Linked DNA regions of Mus musculus: region 2 is linked to region 1. Evidence: chromatin contacts called from public ChIA-PET data. All regions are on one chromosome and are shown on one strand. Each heading gives the region's core, a stretch centred on a gene start, on an enhancer-like site or on the middle of the called end of the contact. The rest is flanking DNA. Distances are from core to core; before and after follow the strand shown. Region 1 has its middle 34 kb from the start of Ulbp1. Region 2 holds the start of Ulbp1 (UL16 binding protein 1).

What was found. ChIA-PET counts read pairs in DNA pulled down with a chosen protein or histone mark.
Region 2: a contact with region 1 is called in an RNA polymerase II ChIA-PET map of memory CD8 T cells, with 38 read pairs. The contact joins the promoter of Ulbp1 here to the enhancer-like site in region 1. A contact is called at or near these places in 1 of 15 datasets of contacts at CTCF or cohesin (the NIH/3T3 cell line), 2 of 115 datasets of contacts at active chromatin or transcription factors (bone marrow-derived macrophages and memory CD8 T cells) and 1 of 9 other capture datasets (adipose tissue).

What each region holds. Positions count from the first base shown.
Region 1 is chr10:7,436,508-7,442,004 of GRCm38.p6, reverse strand. No RefSeq gene overlaps it. Among named protein-coding and RNA genes, the nearest start is that of Ulbp1, 34 kb to the left of the region's middle. Within about 2 kb of position 2,859, at least 18 of the 459 cell types and tissues checked have an H3K27ac peak or open chromatin away from gene starts, as enhancers often do. A contact at or near this core is called in memory CD8 T cells, where this site is marked.
Region 2 is chr10:7,470,400-7,475,896 of GRCm38.p6, reverse strand. Ulbp1 (UL16 binding protein 1) reads left to right here and starts at 2,420. Exons shown (of 6, transcript NM_029975.2): 1 at 2,420-2,643. The coding sequence starts at 2,556.

The DNA.
Region 1 (5,497 bases), core at 1,610-4,109:
AGCTGAGACATCTCCCATGGTCCTGCATCCTGATGAAGAAATTAAAGATAAACTTAATGTGCTGGTTTAATAACTGGGGGTTATCCTGAAAAGGTGGAGTTGAAGTTTCATCTGTGTTTCTGGCAGTATTCAGTGAAAGCCTTGAGCATCTCCTTCATTCATATACTGAGACATAAGACTTTCTGCATCTCATAAGAGGTTGGTGTGGAGGAAAAGACCACAGGCTTCACACAGGTTGATAGATGTGGAGTTGAGATTACTAGGATCATAAATGAGGATTAATTTCTTCAAAGGGTGGATGACATAGAGTAAGGAATGCTCAGGAGCATAAAATGGCTTTGTTAGGATGTAGAGGATTTAACAACTTAAGTTCTCGAGCTGAACTGGGTCCTGATGAGAATCCTGGTGGCAACTGATAGATTTGTAATTTCATATTATTTGTAGCTATATTTTTGGGTGGGTATTTAAGACTATGTGGCTGGCCACCTGCTTCCTTGTGTTGTTGACAGTTGTATCTCCTTAGTGGTCACTTTCAGGGCTGTTGGAAAATTTTACAGGCCCCTTGTCTTTGGTTTTCCTCCACTCACCATCTTCTGGACAAGGGAATTTCTCTGTGAAATGACCCAAAGCTCAAACTCTGGGGTCTCCACGTCCTCTCTGAAGCTGTCATATCCTTTTAGAGCTATTCCACTCTCTTCTACACTGGAACACTGCCAACCTGGAGGTAAAGGTGAAAATCCTGGCTGTCATCCCAGCCCTTGATTCTCATTGCTTTAGGCCTCCAGTAGTACCTATTGAAAACTCAGAGAGTAAGTTACACCAGACGTGAAGAACAAAGGGTGGTTTTAATCTTCTACATACCTTCATGAGTGACCAGCCCAGGATACATATGTATGTGGCCAAATCAAATTCAGTGTCTTCCATAAAATATTATAAGGCAGTTTTGCAAGTATTTTTAGGTAATTGAATTGTATGGTTTTCAAGCACGAGTTAGAAGATCACTTTGTGTCACAAGATCAAAAGATTAGGGACTTATGATGAGGAAATGTAGAAAAAAAACAGATTTCAATTCAATCTTGACTAATATAAGATTGCATTGTTAATAAGTTAAAGTTGTGACAAACTCAGAAGAACTTACTGATCATACATGTAATTAAATAGCTATATGTTTTTTATCCTATACCATTTTAATTTAAGTGGCAAAATGTCTGAGGTATTTTGAGTTTCACTGTCTTTTAGCAATCATTTAGGGTGAAATTAATTTATGATTCAAATCCTTCTTACCAAGAAGTATATTCTCTCCATCGGAAATTCATTGCTTTGCCTACATACAACCATTAGCACACTTTTTGGCTGCTTCCTTCCTTTGCTAGACTGCTGACATAATTTAGGCTTCTTTTTTTCCTGGAAGGTTTAAAGTCCTGAACACAGGAAACCTCATCATGTTTTGTATGTTACAAAATGGGTTTAGATGTACAATATTATCAACATTGTTATTGGTTTATGGCTTTTTGACACCTAGCTTCAATAACCTAGCGACATTGTTTGTATAATGCCGATATTTGCTTTTTCTTCCCAAATTTAAAACAATCTAATGTGTTACATTTGCTTTTATCTCATGAATTAAAACAAATTTCCACTAACTTTGTCTGTTCTCTTACTTATCAGTCTATTTAAGTTAAAGCCTTTCAGGAAAGGACTTATGCAAACCTTAGTGCATAGCATTGATCTACAGGTACAGAACATATAAATCAAATCAAAGACACAGGATAGAGCTGAGCCAGGCCACAAAATAACACAAAAGCATTGTATCTGTGAACAGGAGTTCACAGAAAGAGCTAGACCTACAAAAGCCAATTGACTGAGTAGATCCTCAAAGATGTGAGATGCTAGGACACCACAGGCTCAAAGATATATTGTCTTGGTTCATCTTTAGCCCACTTAGTACTGCCTACTATACTGCCTACTATAGTTGGTGCCCTAACATTATTATGAATATTAGATACAATCTGAGAAAGTGTGAACAGCCCCTCTGGATTCCCCCAATCTAAAAAGCTAAAATTTTAGCAAATACCATCTGAGCACCAGAGGTAAGATTTCCAAGACTTGATATAACCTATCTGTGGTATACACCAAATGATGTATTTGAAATATTATTGATTTGTGTCTTTCCTTGTGTCTTTAGTATAAAAAGTTAATAAAACTGCTATCACATAAACTTGTAGATTATCTAACTTTGGGCTCATTCTTGTAGACTGGACATGGTCTTTAATATTTACCTCCAGAATAAAGATTTCTTACCCTTTGGAGGGACGGTTTCTCCTTTTATCCACATGGAAGCATCTCTCAGCACTGTAATAGGAAATGAGAAGACCACATACCATAATCAGTTTTTAACAGACTAGACCCTTAGTAGGGACAAGGTAGAAGATGGAGACCTCAGACACAGAGCTTACACAGAACCTTGAGAGGGGCACAGTGAAGTAAAGGAAGGAAAAATGAAGCCACTTTTGGTGGTGTGGGTTAGAAAGCAAGTTCCTCTACTATTGGCAGGAAATCTTTGCTGGAGAGAAGGCAGCTTCTAATTGTTCCCTCAGTTTCTTCTATACAATGTTCTACAGTAAGGGTGAAGGAAAGCCCACATCTAGGCAGGGGAAGGAGCATATGAGAGGGCTCTGTAGACTGAGGCTGAGAGGGGACAGAGCAAAATCAAGAGGAGATCACAGGGTGGGAGACTGGAAAGAAGAGGATCTACTGAGAAACAAAGGGTAGCTTTCTTACACTTGAGGATCCTGTCACACAGCCATGAGGGCTAGCTGCAAGTATCACAGAATCCTTGCCTGAATTGTGACCAGAGAGGTATAACTTACAGGAAACACCTGAAATGCCATCAGCAAGCCCCTGGTGTTACAAAGGAAATACGTGTTTCCTGTAGAATAACTTGAACATCAAATCTCACCAGTTTTTGAGAGTACATCCTGGATGAATTAGAAAGCACAGTAGCCAAGAGGCAGAGTTGCTCCTACCCAAGATACAACACTGAGCCTGAAAGTGCCCATTAGGTTGTCAGATCTACGGTCTCCATTGTTGTTCACAAACCATGTCTTCTTTGTGAGCACACACTTTTCATCCACAATTTGATTTTGGTCATATTGTTTCATCACAACAATAGTAACCCAAACTAGTACAGAAATTGGTACAGAATTGTAGGGTATTGCTGTCACAGACCTGATGATGTACTGTGGACAGGATTGTGGAAGAACTTTGAGACTTTGGGCTAGAAAGGTCACTGAGTGTTGAGAGCTCAGTGAGCTCTTCTGGAATAGCTTGGAAGAGAAGATTTTTTAGATCAGTGCAGATGGTAGAGGCATCTTGTGAAGTTTTCGAGGGAAGCAAAGTCTTTACTATGCCATTGATACAAAGAGTCTGTGGTATCTGCCCAGCTAGTGCAGAAGAATGGGTTGTGATTTACAAGAGATGAGAACAAGTAAAGTAAAACTGCTTTGCTTGGACAATGGATGCTGTCAGCTGGGTCTAAAGATCATTGAGGGGAAGTCTTCTAGGAAGGGTTTCCTAGAGAAGTGAGAGAGAGAATGAGGAGATTCTCACAGTACATTCAGGTTCCTGGAAATGAGTGTAGCTCTCCCTTCACCAGTAGAGGACACATATGAAAAAGTCATTAGCACATAAGCAGTGCAAAAAAGTCTGAGAGTCATTCATGAGCTTATACTGTGATACTAGCTGACAAATACCGGTGGTGCAGACTCAAACCTGGAGGGCATTGGATCTCCCTACCAAGTCTCCTGAGACAGAAATCTTCAGCTGTGCATGGACAAGAACCACCACAAACAACAGAGGAAAAGGAGGAAGGCAAGAAGAGAGTTTCCCAACTAGGACACCAATGGTTTGCCTCATGGGGATGATCTAAAAGCATGGGAAACACATTTCCCAAATGAAACATGTATATCACTCCATCCAAGAGTCAGGAAATGTGTCATCAGAGGAGAAGAAAAGGATGTGAGAGCAAGACTGGATGGAATGATGGGAAATCCTGTTCTCCAGCCATAAGCTCATCGTTGCACTGCTGAACTCTCAGCAGCTCTGAGAATTTGCTTGATATCTCCGCAAGATCAGGCCTGTAACACACACACACACACACACACACACACACACACACACACACACACACATGATAGAGAGGGGGGAGCACCTTAAAGAAAGACATGTAGAAAGAATGGAAAGAGAGACTGATACAAGGGTTGATATGACTGATTTATATCTTACACATACATGAAGATGCCATAATAAAACCAATTGTTTTGGTGACTTTCCCATCAAACAGCTGCATGACACAGATCACCAACATATTCATCCCTGCCCTTTCTGCAGAATCTTGGTGAAGGCAGTTATTTGAGCATATTGTCTAATATGGAATTACCCAAAAGGTAATGACCTCTGTGAGACTCAGATCATGTATCACCAAGGCCTGTGTCTTCACACCAAAAAATGCCTTCCAGGATTGAGACTGTGTGTAAGACAACTAATGTAAAATCTAACAAAGTCTAGAGTATTCCCTGTAGTGTGTAGGAAAAAGTCAGGTACTTGCTGGTTGTATTACCTGAGGTCAAATAATAGGCCCTTCACTTGAGACCTTAAGGGCTTGGAGGGTTTGATGCTGAATAAGCATTCTATTTGAAAAACTGACTTTGACCTTAGAGCATAAGCTATTGGTGTTCTGTTCAGGAAAAATTTCCCTGTGCCCATGTGCTCAAGGCTACCCTCTACTTTCACTTATATTAGTTTCAGTGTATTTGGTTTTATGTGGAGATCCTTGATCCACTTGGACTTGAGCTTTGTACAAGGACATAAGAATGGATCGGTTTACATTCTTCTACATGCTGACCACCAGTTGAGCCAGCACCATTTATTGAAAATGCTGTCTATTTTCCACTAAATGGTTTTAGATCCTTTGTCTAAGATCAAGTGACCATAGGTGTCTAGGTTCATTTCTGGGTCTTCAATGCTATTCCATTGATCTGCCTGCCTGTCACTGTACCAATACCATGCAGCTTTTTGTTTTGTTTTGTTTTGAAATCACAATTGCTCTCTTATACAGCATGATATCAGGAATGGTGATTCCCCCAGAATTTCTTTTATTGTTGATAATAGATTTCGCTATCCTGGGTTTTTGTTATTCCAGATGAATTTGGAAATTGCTCTAACTCTCTGAAGAATTGATTTGGAATTTTGATGGGAATTGCATTGAATCTGTAGATTGCTTTTGGCAAGATAGTCATTTTTACTACATTAATCCTACCACTCCATGAGCATGGGAGATCTTTCCGTCTTCTGAGGTCTTCTTCAAATTCTTTCTTCAGAGACTTGAAGTTCTTATCATGCAGATCTTGCACTTGCTTAGTTAGAATCACACCAAGATATTTTATATTATTTGTGACTATTATGAAAGATGTTGTTTCCCTAATTTCGTTCTCAGCCT
Region 2 (5,497 bases), core at 1,171-3,670, 34 kb before region 1:
GAAGGAATCGCCTTCAATGGAGATTTCAACAGAACCAGCAGCCATACTTCCTGCTCTTGGGGTACAGGACAAAAACTGACCCTGACTGAAGTATCCGCGAGGAATCCAGGTCTCTGTATAAGTACCCCACCTTCCACTCACAAACACCTATGTGGACAAATTCAGTCCGTGTCCAGAACGGAAGCTAATTACTATCTTGTACCTTCCCCGGTTGGATGGTGGGCTTGCAATACAGGACTTACTCCCTGTGTATCAACTAAGGTTTTTAATTCATCTCATGATTTTTGTGTCATGATCCAGCTGTTACCCTGCGTATATTATCACCCTGCATCCAGTTTAGAAGAAAGCTATGCTGGCCGGCGGTCAAAAAGAGAACCAATTACTTTAACCCTGGCTGCATTCATGGGAATAGGTATGGCAGTAGGAGTGGGGACGGGAGTGTCAGCTTTGATAGAAGGAAGACAGGGAATTCAGTCTTTGAGGGATGCTGTCAATGAAGACCTAGCGGCAATAGAGAAGTCCATTGACGCTTTAGAAAAATCTTTGACCTCCCTGTCTGAGGTAGTTTTACAGAACAGGAGAGGTCTTGATTTGTTGTTCCTAAAGGAAGGAGGACTGTGTGCTGCCCTTAAAGAAGAGTGCTGCTTCTATGCAGATCATACAGGAATAGTTAGAGACTCTATGCAGAAACTGAGAGAAAGATTAGAGCGAAGGAAACGGGAATGGGATGCTCAACGGGGGTGGTTTGAGTCGGGGTTTGAATCACGACCATCTTGGATAACTTCTTTAATTTCCGCTGTAGCCGGACCAATCCTTATGATATGCTTAGCTTTAGTTTTCGGCCCTTGTATAATAAATAGAGGAATGGCTTTCATCCAGAGTAAAATTGATACAGTAAAACTCATGGTTCTTCAAAGGCAATATCAACCTATAGTTCAGGTAGATGAAGAGTTAGGGGACACCAATCTCTAAAATTCTATGATTAGAATTAGTCTAAACAGAAGAAGAGGGGAATGAAAGGAAATAAAACTGTAATTCATGTAATGTATGTTAAATAGCCCAAAGAGTTGTTTCTGAGCTTTGAAACCTGGGGCTGAGAACATAGCAGAACAGACCAGGACATGCCCGGGCAAGCCCATCGCCTCCCTAGCTCCCACCCCTCTGACCTAAGTTAAATGTTACAGGCTGCTGATGTTTAAATGGACCAATCATGTGAAACCGCGCCAATTCCTCCCCCAGCCCCACTCCTTTTCTATAAAAACCCCTAGCTTCCAAGCCTCGTGGTCGAATCCACTGTCTCCTGTTATGTGAGATACGTTTCGACCCGGAGCTCCGCCATTAAAAAACCTCTTGTTGTTACATCAAGGTGTTGTGTTCTATTCGTGATTCTTGGGTGCACGCCGAATCGGGAGCTGAGTGGGGGTTTCCCCACCGGGGTTTCCCCACTGAGTTCTTTCACTTTCATTTTGAAACTCCAGCCTTAAACTCGAGAGGACTTACATTTCATCTTCCATAGACCCAGGAAGAACTCCAGAAATGTTGATTTGTGCCTATAATCCTGGACACAGGAACATCCACAGATTTTGAAAGCTGGCCAGTCTATTAGAATCCCGGAGCTCCTAACTTTAGAGATCTTGACTGAACAAAGTAGGTGCAACTAAAGACCTGTGGACACTCAAAGCTGACCTCTGGGCTCAAAACGCAAGAACATTGGGGTGGCAAAGCATAGCTTGCAGACTAGACAGAAACAACTGTGATTTCCAGTGTGGGGCATAAGTTCTTAGGCTTTTAAAAACATTTTTAAGACGTGCAGATGGGAAGAGAGAGGAAGTGGGGGTGGGGAGATGGGTAGCTACAGCCAGAGAGGTGCTGGAAGGATCCCTAGTAGGCAGCAGGAAGCTGGAGGCATCAGAGGTGTTGGGGTGTATGTGTGTTGGGGGCTCCACAAAAGCATGCGTATCTAAGCCACAGCCAGGGTTACTATCAGTCTGCTTACAGCTTCCTGTGCCCACATTCTTTGGTTTCTGTCCAGGGTTGCAGCTGGGGATTACTCAGCTTCTGATGACCTTGCCCCTGAGGAATCTGCAGACAATGAATTTAGAAGCCTGGAGCTCCTGCTTGCTCTGTAGATCACCCTACCCAGCCTGCGCAGTGCACTCCCTTGCCCTGCCACCCCACCCTCCCACTCGTCACTCACCCCACCCACCTGTCAGCCTGCCAGCCAATCAGTTCCTGGCACTTCTTCCCGCTCTTTTTCCACTTCCTGCACTTCGAGTCCTTCTTAGTTCCCCGCGCAGCTGCGTTCCTTCCTGCCCCACCCCGCAAAGCACTGGAGACAGACTGCAGGGGCTGCGGAGCTGCTCTGAAAGGATCTGGAGAAAGGGGCACTAGAAGTTGCTTTTGACAAGATCGGGAGGAGGAATTGCCTTGATCCCCCAGCCAAGGTTCAAAAACTTTCTGTGGTCAGGACCATTATCAGGAAGTGATCAAGATCGTCCCTCCCTTTCAGACAGTTAAAATCGTGCCTTTGGCCGCCAGAGTCTAGAGAAGCAGCTATGGAGCTGACTGCCAGTAACAAGGTCCTTTCCTGCTGCTTGTCCCTGCTGTGCCTGCTGTCTGTCTGTCTGTGTCCAAGGATAGAAGGTGAGTTCCTGAGATTCTAGGGGGCAGAAGGGTGATGGGAGTGGGAAGGAGCAGGGAACACAGGTTAAAGGCTACCCTGTGAATTTCCAAATCCTGGGTGGGGGTTGTGGTGGGGGAGCACAGCTGTCTCTGTCTTGAGCTAGTCAGTGACTTCCTGGGACCTGAACCTAAGAGGAATCCCAGGGACACAGTGTGGAGAACAGGACCTCCTCAGCCCAGAGACTCTTTTGAAAATACTCTAGGTCCCAAGTTCTTTGGAGTCCTCTCCCCACCCCTCCCCTCTTTACCAAACCTGCCTCTCTCTTCAGGAGTTCTCTGGTCCTTTTGCTTCTGAACTACTGCTTAATCAGATTATAGCACAGGCAACCAACAGCCGCTCCACACATTCGCACCCCTCCCCCCAAAGTCTGGGACTTTTGCTGAAAGAGTTCACTCTGTAGCCCAGGCTAGCCTTGAACTAGAATTTTGTGGCCAAATATAAAAATTAACGGCCTGTGCCACCACACCAAGATTTACAACCACTTGGTGTATGCTGAACCCACCCAGCTCATCTCCCTTCCCTGTCCTGACTCACTATTCCACCCAGAAAAGGACTTTAATCCTTTCCTTCCTTCAAGGGGTGACAACAGGGTTAAGTGGTCCTTAGTTGGGCATATGGACACTTCTGCCACTGCACCTGGGCCTGTCTAGAATCCTTCCCCTGGAGGCAGATCAGATAGTGGGGCTCATTTAGACAGAAGTCTGTTTTTCTGTAAAACAGGAATAATTTCAGATTGGGAAGTATATTATCTGTGCCTCTGCATCAGATACTCAGTTGATGACTAGTAGGTCAGATTTTCTTTTTCTTCTTTCTTTTCTTTTCTCCTCTTTTCTTTCCTTTTTTCTTTTCTTTTTTCTCTCTTTTTCTCTCTCTTTCTTTCTCTTCCTTCCTTCCTTCCTTTCTTTCCTTTTAAAAATTATTTTAGTTTTCCAAAGATGAAAATATATTTTAGTTTCAAAAGAATATGATGATCATGGCCTTCATTTGCCAAACACTTATTAGGCACTAAAGAATTCATGTCTCATTGCTCCACTTAATTTATATAACAATCTTCAAAATTGTATACTATCTTTTTTTAAACTTTATTTAATCTTTATTTACAGTCAGGATTTCATCCCCCTCCAGGTCTACCTTCTGACTGTTCCAGATCCCACACCTTCCCCAGCCCCCACCCCTGCCACACCCTGTCCCTGTTTTCTTTCTCCTCCTGGAGAATGTCTCCAAGACTTATCCCCCCCCCCCCAACTTCCCACTCCCTGGGGCCTCCAATCTCTTCAGGGTTAGGTGCACCTTCTCTGACTGAGTCCAGACCTGGCAGTCCTCGGCTGCATGTGTGTTGGGAGCCTCATATCAGCTGGTGTATGCTGCCTGATTGGTGACACATTGTCTGAGAGATCTTAGGGGGTCCACGTTAGTTGAGACTGCTGGTCCTCTTACAGGGTCCCCCTTCCTCTTCGGCTTCTTCCAGCTTTTCCTTAATTTAACCACAGGGGTCAGCAGCTTCTGTTGGGTGTAAATATCTGCATCTGACTCTTTCAGCTGCTTTTTGGGTCTTTCAGATGGCAGTCATGATAGGCCCCTTTTTTGTGTGCACTCCATAGCTTCAGTAATAGTGTCAGGCCTTGGAGCCTCCTCTTGAGTAGGAATCCAATTTGGGCCTGTCACCTGACCTCCTTTTCCTCAGGCTCTTCTCCATTTTTGTCCCTGCAGTTCTTTCAAAACAGGAACAGTTATGACTTTTCTGCACCTGGAATTTTTTAGATTTAATGTTTTCTTTGCCCAATGTATCCATTTCTTCTGTGGTATTGTCTACTCAATTCCAGAATTCATTCAATTTCTGTTTTCTGTATTGTTTTATTTCCATGTTTAGGTCTTGAACAGTTTTGTTGTTCCCTTTAATAGTTTGTGTGTTCTTGAGTTTCTGTAAAGGATTTATTTATATCCTCTTTAAGGATTTCTCTCATCTTCATATAGTTGATTTTAAGGTCTTTTTCTTGTGCTTCGACTGTGCTGGAATATCCAGGGCCTGGTGTGGTGCAATAGCTGGGCTCTCATGGAGACATATTGTCCTGTGTGTTAGTGATTCTGTTTTTGCTTTCGCATCTAGGCATCTGGGTTTGGGATAATTACAGGTCTAGGTGCTGATGTCTGGACCTTTCTTTTTTGCATTGGGTGATTTGTTCTTGGTTTCTGTTTCCTCTCTGGATTTTGGCGGATTATGATGATTATGTATTGTCTGCTTCCCTGGCCTGCTCAGCTGCTGTGTTCACAGGGAGTGATTGCTGGTATTGGGACTGGAATAATGGAATGAGCTGGCGAAGGGAAGGTCTTTGTGTTTGCTTGGGGATGGGGTCAGAAAGGAAAGGGAGGTCACAATTGGACCTCAGGAGCAAAGAAGAAGTTTAGGTCCACCTTCACCCTACTTCTTGCCCTGGGTAAAGTGATTCGTGTTGTCAGGGTCACAGGGCACTGCTGTTGTTGGGGGTTGGAAATAAGCGGCTAATGGGGTGAGGGAAGTAGCTGGGGAAGACCTGTGGGATCAGTTGGAGGTGGGGGGTTGGGACAGGGAGAGCTGCCATAGTGTTCTTAAGAATGAACTGGGGCTGAGACTGGGAGATTGAATATGTGGGAACAGACAAGAAAGAGAAGATCTGCAGGTAGCATACCTGGTTTTTGGCAGGTTCACACCTATCCCGAGCTTATCCCCGTCCCGCGGGAAATAAACACAGGATACACCAGGTTCTTCCGTGGTTAACTTTTACTTCAATAACATAGTGAGGTAGACAAAGAAGGCTCAGAAAGTGTGTGGCTTAA